Regions from separate parts of the Mus musculus genome. Here region 1 is linked to region 2. A link is a contact called in public promoter capture Hi-C data. All regions are on one chromosome and are shown on one strand. Each heading gives the region's core, a stretch centred on a gene start, on an enhancer-like site or on the middle of the called end of the contact. The rest is flanking DNA. Distances are from core to core; before and after follow the strand shown. Region 1 holds the start of Zfp873 (zinc finger protein 873). Region 2 holds the start of Tle2 (transducin-like enhancer of split 2).

Evidence for each region. Capture Hi-C pulls out chosen DNA fragments and counts their contacts.
Region 1: a promoter capture Hi-C map of liver shows a contact between it and region 2. The contact joins the promoter of Zfp873 here to the promoter of Tle2 in region 2. A contact is called at or near these places in 1 of 39 promoter capture datasets (cranial neural crest), 2 of 484 Hi-C or Micro-C datasets (cardiomyocytes and nephron progenitors), 5 of 115 datasets of contacts at active chromatin or transcription factors (acute myeloid leukemia, embryonic stem cells, stem cell-derived neural progenitor cells and 1 more) and 1 of 9 other capture datasets (liver).

The regions. Positions count from the first base shown.
Region 1 is chr10:82,043,516-82,049,381 of GRCm38.p6, reverse strand. It overlaps Zfp873 (zinc finger protein 873), which reads right to left and starts at 1,259. Exons shown (of 4, transcript NM_001319203.1): 1 at 1,153-1,259. The coding sequence starts at 1,155. It overlaps Gm46195 (a long non-coding RNA gene), which reads left to right and starts at 1,334. Exons shown (of 2, transcript XR_001779681.1): 1 at 1,334-1,493; 2 at 1,796-2,935.
Region 2 is chr10:81,570,791-81,576,871 of GRCm38.p6, reverse strand. It overlaps Tle2 (transducin-like enhancer of split 2), which reads right to left and starts at 1,585. Exons shown (of 21, transcript NM_019725.2): 1 at 1,181-1,585; 2 at 970-1,067; 3 at 573-636; 4 at 230-343. The coding sequence starts at 1,204. It overlaps Gm31936 (a long non-coding RNA gene), which reads right to left. Exons shown (of 4, transcript XR_380626.4): 3 at 5,351-5,432; 4 at 5,019-5,172.

The DNA of each region.
Region 1 (5,866 bases), core at 10-2,509, 470 kb before region 2:
GCCTGTGAAATGGGCACACTCACATGCAAATTTTTCAAAGTCTGTCAAGTTTAAGACAGAAGAGATGGCTCAGCAACTAAGACTTCTGCTCTAGTGGAAGAGCTGGGTTTGGTTCCCAGCACTAACATGGTGGTAAAAAATTATTCCTAGATCCTGGTGGCGACATCTAATGGCCTCTTTGGTCTTCTATGGACACCAAACACCCAACTGATAAACACAAATACAAGAAAGCCAAACACTTGTGTACAAGAAACAAATGTAGTAAATTAAAAGTACAGATCCCCATATCTCTTATATGTCACCATGGATAAAATGGCCAGAAATACACAGAAGTGGGACAAATATCGGTTGCCAAAACTATAAATATATAATAAAAAAAAAAAAATCAACGAATTCAATCAAAGGAGAGAAATTGCAAGATTGTAGACAAGAAGTCTCAGTATTATTGCAGGACACAATCTGAGCTATGGATTCAACAAACGTCCACTAAAGAGTCTAACGATTTCTGCAATGAACGACAGAAAGCCGATGACAAAAGGTCAGCATGAAAGAAAACATGAACACACAAGGCTGAATAAACAGCACAGTGACACCGTCTGGCTTCTAAGTTACCCTACACCTGCGATAAAGACTGTGCTGTTTGAGAAAGAAAGAGACCAACAAAACACGAGAGAGCACTCAGAAACAGCAACACAGTTAATGTAGGTAACCCAGTAAGTCTGGTCTTACACATGGGATTGGACCACGGTGGCATCTGCATGCGAATGTGTTAATAGCACAGACTTTACACCTGCGCAGAATTCACTGGAGATGGAGCCCACACCTGAATGGCAAATGCCAAGTGAAGAACTTCTAGAAGACTCTAGAGAAACTAGAGCTCTGCAAGTCAGAAAATCTGGCTACCGTGAAACCCGCGCATGCGCGTGCACTGAATGGTGCTTTGCACTTTGCGGACAGCAGGTCCGGCGTCCCAAGTTGTACGCAGGCGCAGAGAGGGGAACTAAGTCGATCAGAGGTCCCGCCTCCGCCTGGGAGATGAGGGGACCTCAGGGGGAACAAAGGGAATCACACCGGGCCCCGCGTCTCGCCGCCGGTTCCCGCACCCCGGGCTCCCGCAGATCCTCCCCGCGTGGGGACGGCGGCCCCGCTCACCATGGTGCGGATTCCGGGCTCACCCACTCTCCTCACAGCTCCTAGCAGCAGTTGAAAAAGCAGCACACAGAACCACAAGAGCTTCCCTAAGACTCACAGTCAAACCTGCAGCATGGTGGCGGAAGTGCCCGCCTCCGTTCTGACTGGCAGTCCGAATCCAGGCTCTGATTGGTTAATAAGGCCTCTGTGACAGGCGCTAACACTCTAGAGTCAAGAGTGCCTTACAGGGACAATGCACAGTGGTTTGCAGGGACAGAACTTTCCCAGAGCTGTGGAGATTGGCATTGCAGCTGAACTTGTGCCTGGATTGCAAAGTCATTCCGGCACTTCTCCTTCACACAGTAGGTATTTCCCCTTCTTCCTCCTGGGCACAGAATGTTAGGTCCTACAACCAGGGATAAAAAACTAAGGTGGGTACTTTATCAGCGCAGAGGCTGTCTGTCAACTTCTCCCTGCATCCCTCAGTCCATACTGCTTACAGAGTTGGCTGGCATGCCCCGACCCTACCCTGAACTTCTACAGCCCTGCTTCCCACAGCGGCCCTTCCCTTTATAATCCAACCATTTAGATTACCTAGGGGTGGGGATGTATTTTTATTTTTCATCTACCCTTTACATTCCCGATCTCTTGGTCTGCCTGAGAGGCTATTGATGGAGCCTAGTTGGAGCACAAGACCAGAGCATACTGGAGAGCCCAAAACCAAGGGATGATCACCAAGAACAGCGCAGAGTGCTACAGAGGGCAGAGCTGGAGATATGACTCAAGCCCTTTGGAGGAGCCCAGAAGATAATGTGTGTGGATCCCCAACATTGGAACAAGAAGGTGTGAAGTTGAAGTTGCCTCGGAGACTATATTAGAGATGCCAGAGCCATAGAATACCTGCCAAGGAAAACTGCTAATAGGAAGTGGAGCCAGCCAAGAGAAAGAATTGTGTTTCAGTCACCAAAGCTGAAAGGAGTTAGAGATTAGACATGAAAATGCAGAGTTTGGCGTTTCCCCAGCTGATTTCTGGTCTGGCTTTGGTCCAGTATTTCCTCACTATAATTTTGGACTGGTCATGTGCATCCTGTGATGTTGAAAATACACAATTTCCATTATGATTGAGATTTTTTTTCAGGTGATTACAGTTAAGAGATTGCATAAGTCTCAGAAGAGACTCTGAACTTTGGACTTTTAAACATTGTTGAGACTATGATATACTATGGGGACTTTTGCATTGTGGCTATGATGGCCCCTATAGACTTGTGTGTTTAAACAAGGATGTAAGGCCAGGAAATGGAATGTGGTGGTTTGAATGTGCTTGGCCCATGGGGATTGGCACGACTCAGGTGTGTCAATGTTGGGGTAGGTATGGCCTTGGAAGATGTGTGGCACTTAGCGAGGTGGGTGTTGAGGCTCCTATGGTCAAGCTTCATCCAGTGTGGGAGACTGCCTCCTCGTGGCTACCTAGGGAAGACAGCCTGTCCTGTACTGGGTACAATCAGATCAAGATGTAGAACTCTTGGCTCCTTCAACACCTTGACTGCCTGCTCACTGCTATGCTCCTACCATGATGATAATGGACTGAACCTCTGACAATGTAAGCCAGCCCCAACTAAATAGATTTCTTTATAAGACTTGCCATGGTCATGGTGTTTTTTCATAGCAATAGAACCGTAACTAAGGCACACACTCAACAATGCTTATGCCTTTTACAATAATTGAATGGTGTGAACCCAAATGGACAGGCAGTTGTACAACATGGCTCTCATGTGGCTATCACTAAAATTGTGACATCTGTTAAGGCATTCTTTCCTTGTGTTGTTTCTTAGAAAAAATGCCCTCAAAACATTGATCAGGTACCTGGCATTGGGGTATGTGGCATTATGAGAATTTAATAAGCATCACGCTGGGCAGTGGTGACACATGCCTTTAATCCCAGCACTTGGGAGGCAGAGGCAGGCAGATTTCTAAATTCAAGGCCAGCCTGGTCTACAGAGTGAGTTCCAGGACAGCCAGAAAAAAACAAAAACAAACAAACAAAAAAAGCATCACAAAGCTGGCCTTATTTACACTGTAGCTTTTCCTTAAAACTTCAGGTTATATTACAATTTCTTCAGAGGTACATGAGTATATCCTCTTGCACATGAAAATTACCTTCTACATCTTCTAAACCTTTTTTATGTCCTTCAATATTGTGGTCTTCCCTTTTACAAAGTGCCTTTAATATAATACCAGAAAATGAATATTATCAGAAATTATGCATATTTTGGTAGTCATGTGCCTCCAAAAGATATTCAGGTATTAACAGAGGTCCTAACCCTCCACATTGGTTTTTTGTTTTGTTTTTTATGTTGTTGTTTACCCTCCACATTGTGAAGGCTCTAGTGAATATGCAACAGCCTAAAGAGCCAACCATGGGAAAGCACACATCCAAAGCAAACCAAAGGAAGAGATTGCTGGATGCTCCAGAGGTGCCACCAGTGAGCAGCCATGAGAGCTGAAGGCTGCAGACAGAGGCAAAGCTGGGTCTCAACGCCTCACATCATGCCCTGCCCTGCCCTGCCCTGCTACTCTCCATGCCTGTTTTTTCTTAATATATTTGTGACTCCTCTTTTGAAGTTCATTCTTGTTTCTGCCCAAGGATGTCCTAGGAACCCATGCTTTTATTTCCATTTTTTTAGTGACTTTGACATAAACAAGGTATGGAGAAAGTACATTGTAATATAGTTTCCTTCTCAGTTAATTTATTTGTTTCCTGTTTTCTGTGTCCTACCCTATGAGTGAGTACTTAATCTGCTAAATTATAATTTAGTAGGCCACCTAATATAAAATGCCATCTCTATGTGGGGGGTTTAGTTCATTCATGATCTACTTCTATCAGAGATTGATGAATTGTAAAATTGGAGAAAGGAAATGCTTGTCTCAAAATTTTTCCGTTTTCTTTTGCTTTCTCCCTATTTTTTCAAGAAAGCTCTTGCTGCCCTGGAACTCATTCTGTGAAGGAGGAGGGCCTGGAACTCACAGAAGTCTACCAGACTAAGCCTCATCAGTGCTAGGATTAAAAGTGTTCCCATCACCAACCAGCATGAAGAAAATGTTTAAAGGGGACATTGGAAGTGTGTCCCTGAAGGAAGACAAAGCCCTCCCTAACTCACAGCCATTAAAAGTTTCCTGGGATCCTGTTACTCTCCTGTACATTTACAGGGATCTCAGTCTTCAATGATGGCGATGAAAACGTTTTCTAGGCCTTTGCTCTCGGGATCTTCTCCTTCAATTCCTATTATTCTTAGGTTTGATCTTTTCATAGTGTCCCAAATTCCCTAGATGTTTTGTGTCATGAACTTTTTAGATTTTTCATTTTGTTTGATGTATCGAGTTCTTCTATCATATCTTCTCTGCCTGAGATTCTGTATTCAATTTCTGATATTCTGTTGGTGATTCTTGTGTCTGTAGTTCCTGTTCTCTTTCCTAGGTTTTCCATCTCCAGGATTGCCTCAGTTTCTGTTTTCTTTATTGCTTCTATTTCCATTTTCAGGTCTCAGACAGTGTTATTCATATCCTTCACCTGTTTGTATTTTCCTGTATTTCATTATATTTGTTTGCTTAATCTTTTTTTTTTAAAGAGGTATTTATTTATTTTATGTATATGAATACACTCTCCTGTCATTGTCTTCAGGCACACCAGAAGAGGGCATCAGATTCCATTACAGATGATTGTGAGCCACCATGTGGTTGCTGGAATTTGAACTCAGGACCTTTGGAAGAGCAGTTAGTGCTCTTAACCATTGAGCCATCTCTCCAGCCTGCTTAATCTTTTAATGCCTCTAACTGTTGGAATGTTTCCCTGATTTCTTTGAGGGATTTATTCATTTCCTCTTTAAAGGTTTCTGTCATCTTTATAAGATTGGATTTAAGATTATCTGTGCCTCTGTTTCATTTGGGTATCCAGGGCTTGCTGTAGCAGGATAGCTGGGCTTTAGTACTGCCCTGGATCTTGTTATGTTTTTCCACTATCCTTTAGGCATTTCATTTTCCCTGTTGTTGGCTGGATGATCCTGATGATCTCAGAACTTCTTGGGAAGGCAAGGGGAGCTGTTGGCCAGACAATAAAGGTCAGGGGACCCAACTCTGCTGGATGTTCCCCTAGCTGGACTGCCTTGTCTGACCTTAGTAAGAGAGGATGAAACTAGTCCTGCAGTAACTTGATGTGCCAGGGAGGGAAGTGATACCCAGAGAGGGCTCCCTGTTCTCAGAGAAAAAGGGGAAAGAGAACTGGGGAAGGATCTTTGTGAGAAGGTACTGGGAGGAGATGGGGACTGATATTGGGATGTAAAGTGAATAAATCTTTTTTTTTTTTAACGTTTACTGGTCTTTTTGCCATGTGAGATTCAGTACATACATTCAAGAAGTTTGGAACAGGGCTGGAGAGATGGCTCAGCAGTTAAGAATACTGACTGCTCGGGGCTGGTGAGATGGCTCAGTGGGTAAGAGCACCCGACTGCTCTTCAGAAGGTCCAGAGTTCAAATCCCAGCAACCACATGGTGGTTCACAACCATCTGTAACAAGATCTGGCACTCCCTCTTCTGGAGTGGCTGAAGACAGCTACAGTGTACTAACATATAATAAATAAATAAATCTTTAAAAAAAAAAAAAGAATACTGACTGCTCTTCCAGAGGTCTTAAGTTCGATTCCCAACAACCACATGATGGCTCACAACCATCTTTAAAGGG
Region 2 (6,081 bases), core at 336-2,835:
ATCTCAGAAGCTCAAGCCCTCAGAACCTTCAGGGCTATCTCAGAACCTCCAGTCCTTGGAACTGTCAGTTATCTCAGAACTTTCAGGGCTATCTCAGATCCTTGAACCCTCAGAACCTTCAGGGCTATCTCAAATCTCAGATCCACTCAGAACCTTTGGGATGACCACCTGAAATGTGGATGAACTTAGTTAGACCCTCCCCGCAGACACCCGTACCCCACATGGTCACCTGTTTATGCATCTCAATGTTGAGTCCGTAGGACATCTCGTAGTACTGCAAAGGAGACAGTCTTGGCCAGTGTGGATAGCTGGTGCCACCCTGGGGACACTGATGGGGTGCAGCCTCGAGGGGGTGGTACGAGTATCAGGGCAAGACACAAACACCCTGAGCCCCATGGAGACCCAGACAGGGAACCCACAAGATGGATCACGGATGGGCTCAGAGAGATAGGACAATCAGGTAGTCCCCCAAATTGGAGGGGGGGGGAGACCCACAGAACAGTGCCTGGTATCCCAGCCTGCCCTTTTTAGGGAGAACACGGAAGTGGGCAGAATGGGCAGGTACTCCTTACCATCACATAATGCCTTTGCATTTCTGTCTTCTCGCTGGCCAGCTTCTCACATTCTAGCTTGAGGCTGGGCAGGAAGAATAGACAAAAATGGGGGTTGACTTGCCACACCCCACATGGGTCAGTTTCCACAGTGACAGGCAGAAGCTGCTGGCTCCCCATTCCTTTAGAAACTGTTCCCAGTCCTCTCGAGCCCAGATCTACTCCTGGGACCAAAACATTCTCAGGGAAGGCTTTCCCTGAATCCATTCATCTCACACTCTTCTGGGCACCACCTCCACCAGAAAGCCCTCCAGTAGGCCCAATGAGCCCCGCCCCTTGCCCTAGAAACCACGCCCCTCCAAGAGTCCCCGCTCACCCCCATGGGGCTTCCCAGGGCCCAGAACTAGGGCTCCCTCACCTGTGGTACTGAGCTTGAAGAAACTGGAATTCCTCTTTGATCCGGTCACAGATTTCCAGTACTGAGAACTTGAAAGGCTGGCCAGACTGCAGCGGGGTCTGAGGGGGAGAGTGGGAAAGGACACTAGGGTGAGTTCCAGGGCAACAGCAGGCAGGAGTCCCCTCCCTGGTCCCCACCTCCTGCAGCCAGAGATGGGAGTCTCCGTACTCACCGGGTGCCTTCCCTGAGGGTACATCCTGCTGATGGATGGGTGAGAGAATGGACCCCCCCAGCTTCTTGGAGGCTTGAGGATGTGGCAAAGGGACGCTGAGGTGCAGAGGTGGCGCTGGGGAGAGAATTGGGTGCGGGGAGGAGCAGGCAGTAGAATTTGGGGTGCTAAGCTAGAGCTGGGGTGCAAGGAGACTGAGCCTGGAAAAGCTAGGAGAGAAGCCGGAGCTGGGGGAGGGATTTTTACGCAAAGAAAGAGCAGCCAGGGAGAGCCTGTCGGGGCAGGGGACCAGGACCCCGCGCTGCGCCCCCCCTCCAGCCAGCGCGTCCGGGGTTGTACAACCCAGGGGCAGCTGCAGTCAGCGCCGCAGGTCTGTGGCCGCCGCCCGGGGTCGGCGCTGGTGGCCTCAGTGGCTGCGGAGCCGCCTCCCTCCGCGGGGCTCGGCTGGGAGCCGCGGGCGGGACCCGCCTTAAGGTGGCACCGCCGCCCCCGCCTGCTCTGCTTCTTCGGTTCCAAGACCCGCTGGGGAAACTGAGGCTTGGGTTCGATCCTAGTGTTCCCGCCCCACCCCCACTCAAAAAAAAAAAAAAAACCGGGGGGAGAGAAATTAGGCAAAAAAAAAAAAAAAATCTCTGTGCGCGCGCCTCTGGAGCCGTGGGGGCTGCAAGTGGCTTCTCTGGGACAGCGACACTATGCCCTTATGAAGGATAAACATCCCCAAGATCGAAAGAGAGAGAGATACACACCTGTCCCAGGAAGAGCAGACCCAGGCTATGCTTGTCAACCAATGCTGCCCCACTCTGGAGAGATCCAGGACAGAGCCCAGGGCAGCTTGGTCAGGCTCAGAGCCCACTACAGACTTGCATGCTAGTGCCACCACCAGCCAACTGGGTGGCCTCCTCTATCCAGATTGGGCTCCTAAAGGACCAGACTCTTTAAACTTAGTGCATAGAACTCTTGTGTATCTTGAACCGGAACACTAGAAAATCTTCTGCAGGGGCTTCACCACTGACCCCGCCCCCAGACCTTCACTGGGAGATTCTAGGCAGCAGCTCTACCTCTGACCACACCCCCAGCCCTTCACCGAGGGATTCTAGGCAGAAGTCACCCATGACCACGCCCCCAGCCCCTCACTAGGGATTAGAGACTCCACTCTTGACCACGCCCCCAGCCCCCTTTTACTTTTGGAGGCAAGGCCTTGCTAAGTTGCCCCTGCAAAGCTTGAGCTTGGAATTCTCAGTCCCTGTAGTAGCTGGGACAACAGGCCTCTGTGTGCCATCAGGCCACCTCCTACATCCCATCAAGTTTAAGGGTGTCCCCCAGAGCTGAGAAGCCACCTGTCACCATGGAAACCCCCTTCCCCCCAGGAATCATCCTTTGTTTCCAACTCTGGCAGGACTAGACCTCAGAAGAGGAAGGAGGGGACCCACACCTTCAATCCCAGCACTTGAAATGCAGAGGCAGGCAGATCTCTCTGAGTTTCAGGACAGCTTGGTCTACTGTGGTGGTTTGACCATGCTTGGCCCAGGGAGTAGCACTATTTGGAGGTGTGGCCTTGTTGGAGTAGGTGTAGTCTTGTTGGAGGAAGTATGCCACTCTGGGAGTGGGCTTTGAAGCTCTGCCAAGTGCCTTAGTCAGACTTCTTCTAGGGGCCTTCAGAAGAAGACACAGAACTCTCTGCTCCTCCTGTACCATGCCTGCCTGGAGGCCTTCATGCACCTGTCTCGATGATTATGGACTGACCCTCTGACTCTGTAAGCCAGCCCCAATTGCCTTGGTCATGGTGTCTGTTTACAGCAGTAAAATCTTAACTAAGATATCTACAGAGCAAGTTTCAGGACAACCAGGTTCTACACAGAGAAACCTTGTCTCAGGGAGAGGGAGGGAAAAAAAAAAACCAAGGAAAGAAACCTGAGCTCTGGTCCATCATTAAATCAATCAATAAATGTATGCCTGGTGCTACTGTGAACTACTATGCACTGGGAAACAGTGGGCAACAATCATAGGGGAAAGACCTCACATCCACATTAACGTTTGGATCTCTGTGGGCAGCTAAGTCAGCTACAGAGGACAGGGGCCTTTATGAGACTTGCACGGGGCCAGCGCTCTACAGCAGGAGGATACTAGCTGAAAACCTAGGACTTCCAGGATAAAAGGACAGAATGGAGCTCTCTCTGATCAAACTCTGGGAGATGAGCCACAGAGCAGCCAAGATCACAGCTGGCTGGTCAGGAGCTGTATGAAAAGCAACAATTTAGACAAGCGATGACAGAGGAACAAACATGAGCCACTGCGATCATATGTGTGGGAGAGCGCTCAGTAAGGTTAACATTGTAGATGGAACTTTACAAAGTCCGTGGGCCCAGAAAGTGACAGTCTTTCTGACCTAGACAGTTAGCCCTCTGAGAATGAGTGTTCTGTAACTCCTTGGAGCATCTGCCAGAATCCCCGAGAGGGGACTGGGGGCGTGGTCAAGGGTGGATCCCAGCCTAGAATCCTCCAGCGAGGAGGCTGGGGCGTGATTAGTAGTGGAGCCCCCCTTCACCCCATTCCCCACCCTAGCATCCTCCAGTAAGTGGCTGGAGCCATGGCCAGGGGTGGAGCACTCTCAGTATCTGGACCGCCATACTCTCCAGCATCCTAGGCGTTGCCCAGCCTTAAGGCTGTCGCAGGCGCTGTACAAGGTGTAGGTCCTTCTACATGGACCATTCTTTCAGGTTCTGGCCACTCATCCTCTCCCCTGCAGAGGCCTGTGCTGGTGCCTTGAAGCGCCTCCCAGCACCTGCTACTAGAAACACGGCATCTTACTCCTCAGCCCTAGTTTCTGCTTTACTGTTTACTCATTTTTCCCTTGCAGACCGAGGAACACACCTGGCTCCTGGGAAGTCTGAGAAAACAGTGTCCCACAAGCTGTCCCCAGGCCCCAGCGGTTCCTGATTCCCGGCTTTTGGTGTCTGAGAACTTCTGATCCCCAGAGGCCCCCGGGACTCCAGAATCTCCACTCCCTGAGCTATCGCCTTTGCCAACCCTCACCATCTCCCCAAATCAAGCTTGTTTGCTATTGGTTGCGTTTCCCAATCTAACCCAGGCTGGTCTCATCTGGGGAGTCAGGGTCGCAGGTGTGTGTCACCGTGCTTACACTGCCAAGATTTGCTCAGACCAGCCCCACCCCCATGTCCCACGCAGCACCCTTCCTGCTAGTGACCCTCAACCTCGGTTCTCTAAGCCTATACACTCTCCGCTGGTTTTCTATTACCCGGAGGACACATTCCCTCTTAGCACTATTTGTGCTGGCCACACCCTCTACCCTCCCCTATTCAGGTACCCTGTCATGATTGAATGACCTAATTTGAGTTCTCTTTTCCTGGAATCTCTTCTCCCCCCTAAAGCTATCTCCATCTTATTCTAAGATCAGCCCAAGGCCACCCGCTGCAGCCTCCCCAAAGAAGGGCAACTGTGAAGGAACCCAAGGCCAAAGGGAGCCTCCTAGAGGGTGGGAGCTCCTGGAAGGGGGCCACTGCCCCTCTGTTGTGCGGCCTGGGAAGCCACAGCCTCTGAGCTTCCGTGGAAGCAGAGGATATGATCAGGGGTTTCCTTTTAGAATGCCTGAACCCCATCCCTGGACAGACACCACACCCGAAGTGGGGAGCACCCTCAGCATTTCCCACCTTCCTGGGCCACTTTTTCCCATTCAGCCTGGTCATGGATCCTACACTTTGCAAAGTGGGGCTCAGCGCCTCAAAGTGCGCCCCTGCCTCAGTGTGCACACAGGCTCCGTAGTTCTGCGCGGTGCAAATAAAAAACAGAAAAGGGAAAAATCTACTACTCAGAGCCGGGACTGCTCGGACCACCTTAAATCAGACTAGCCGCCCCGCTGCCGAGGGACCCGTCTATCTCCTCCTTGGTTGGTCGGGTATGCCAGCCAATCAGCTCCCGAAGATCCCACATGGGTCTCTGACGTCACCAAAAGCACTGGCCAATGAAGGCTGGGTACCCTGTAGCCAATAACAGAGAACGGTGGTCTGGGATAGTCCAATAGGAAAGCTCCCGATGGGGCTGGGGCGTGCAGCTCCTCCTCCCCGACACCCCCCACCCCTCGTGAGTGGGGCCCCGCGTGGTGGTCCCTGAGGATCTTGGACCCCCTTTTAAAAGTAAAAGCCCCTTGAAGCTGACCGTGGTAGCGGATTCCTGGTATTCCAGCACTTGAGAAGCTGAGGCAGGAGGACCGTTGTCATGTCGAGCTTAACGTGGACTACTGTCTCAAAACATTTTATATTAAAAAAAATAAAAGTAAGTCCTTCAACTCGGTGGCTACCTTGCCAAGGCTCAGCAGCCAAAGCTTCCTTCGGCCTGTTTCAGAGATAGAAACAAACTGAGGCAAAGAAGGCAACTTGGCCGTTTAGGGAATGGCTGCGATTTGATTTTTGTCCCAGCTAACTTCCCAAGCTTAGTTAGTTTGACCCATTAGATCACAAGAGGGGGTAGAATAGGTTTACAGGGAGTTGTGAGGTTGGAGGTGCCGGGTGTGCCTCAATTTACCAGAGTGGACATTGCTATTGCGAGCAAGCATTCTGGACCGGAAAAAAAAAACAACAAAAACTACGAATCCCAGAAGCTACCGCGCGCCGCATCTGCTCTGGCTGTCAATCAAAGTAACGTGGGTCTGCGCCCCCGCCCGCCGCTTCCCTCCTGCCAGCTCCCGCTCCCTCCCCATCGGCTCCCGGCCCGGCGCGGTATAATTACAGCCCATTGATCCGACCCGGGCCGGGAAAGCGACTCCCTCAGGGAGGCCAAAGCCTTTGGCTTCCGACAGCGCCAGCCTCCCCTTCCCCGCGCCCCCAGCTGAGCCACTGGGCCACCAGCCAGGCCGGTCCCCTCCTGCTGGCCAGGGCTCACGGGTGACC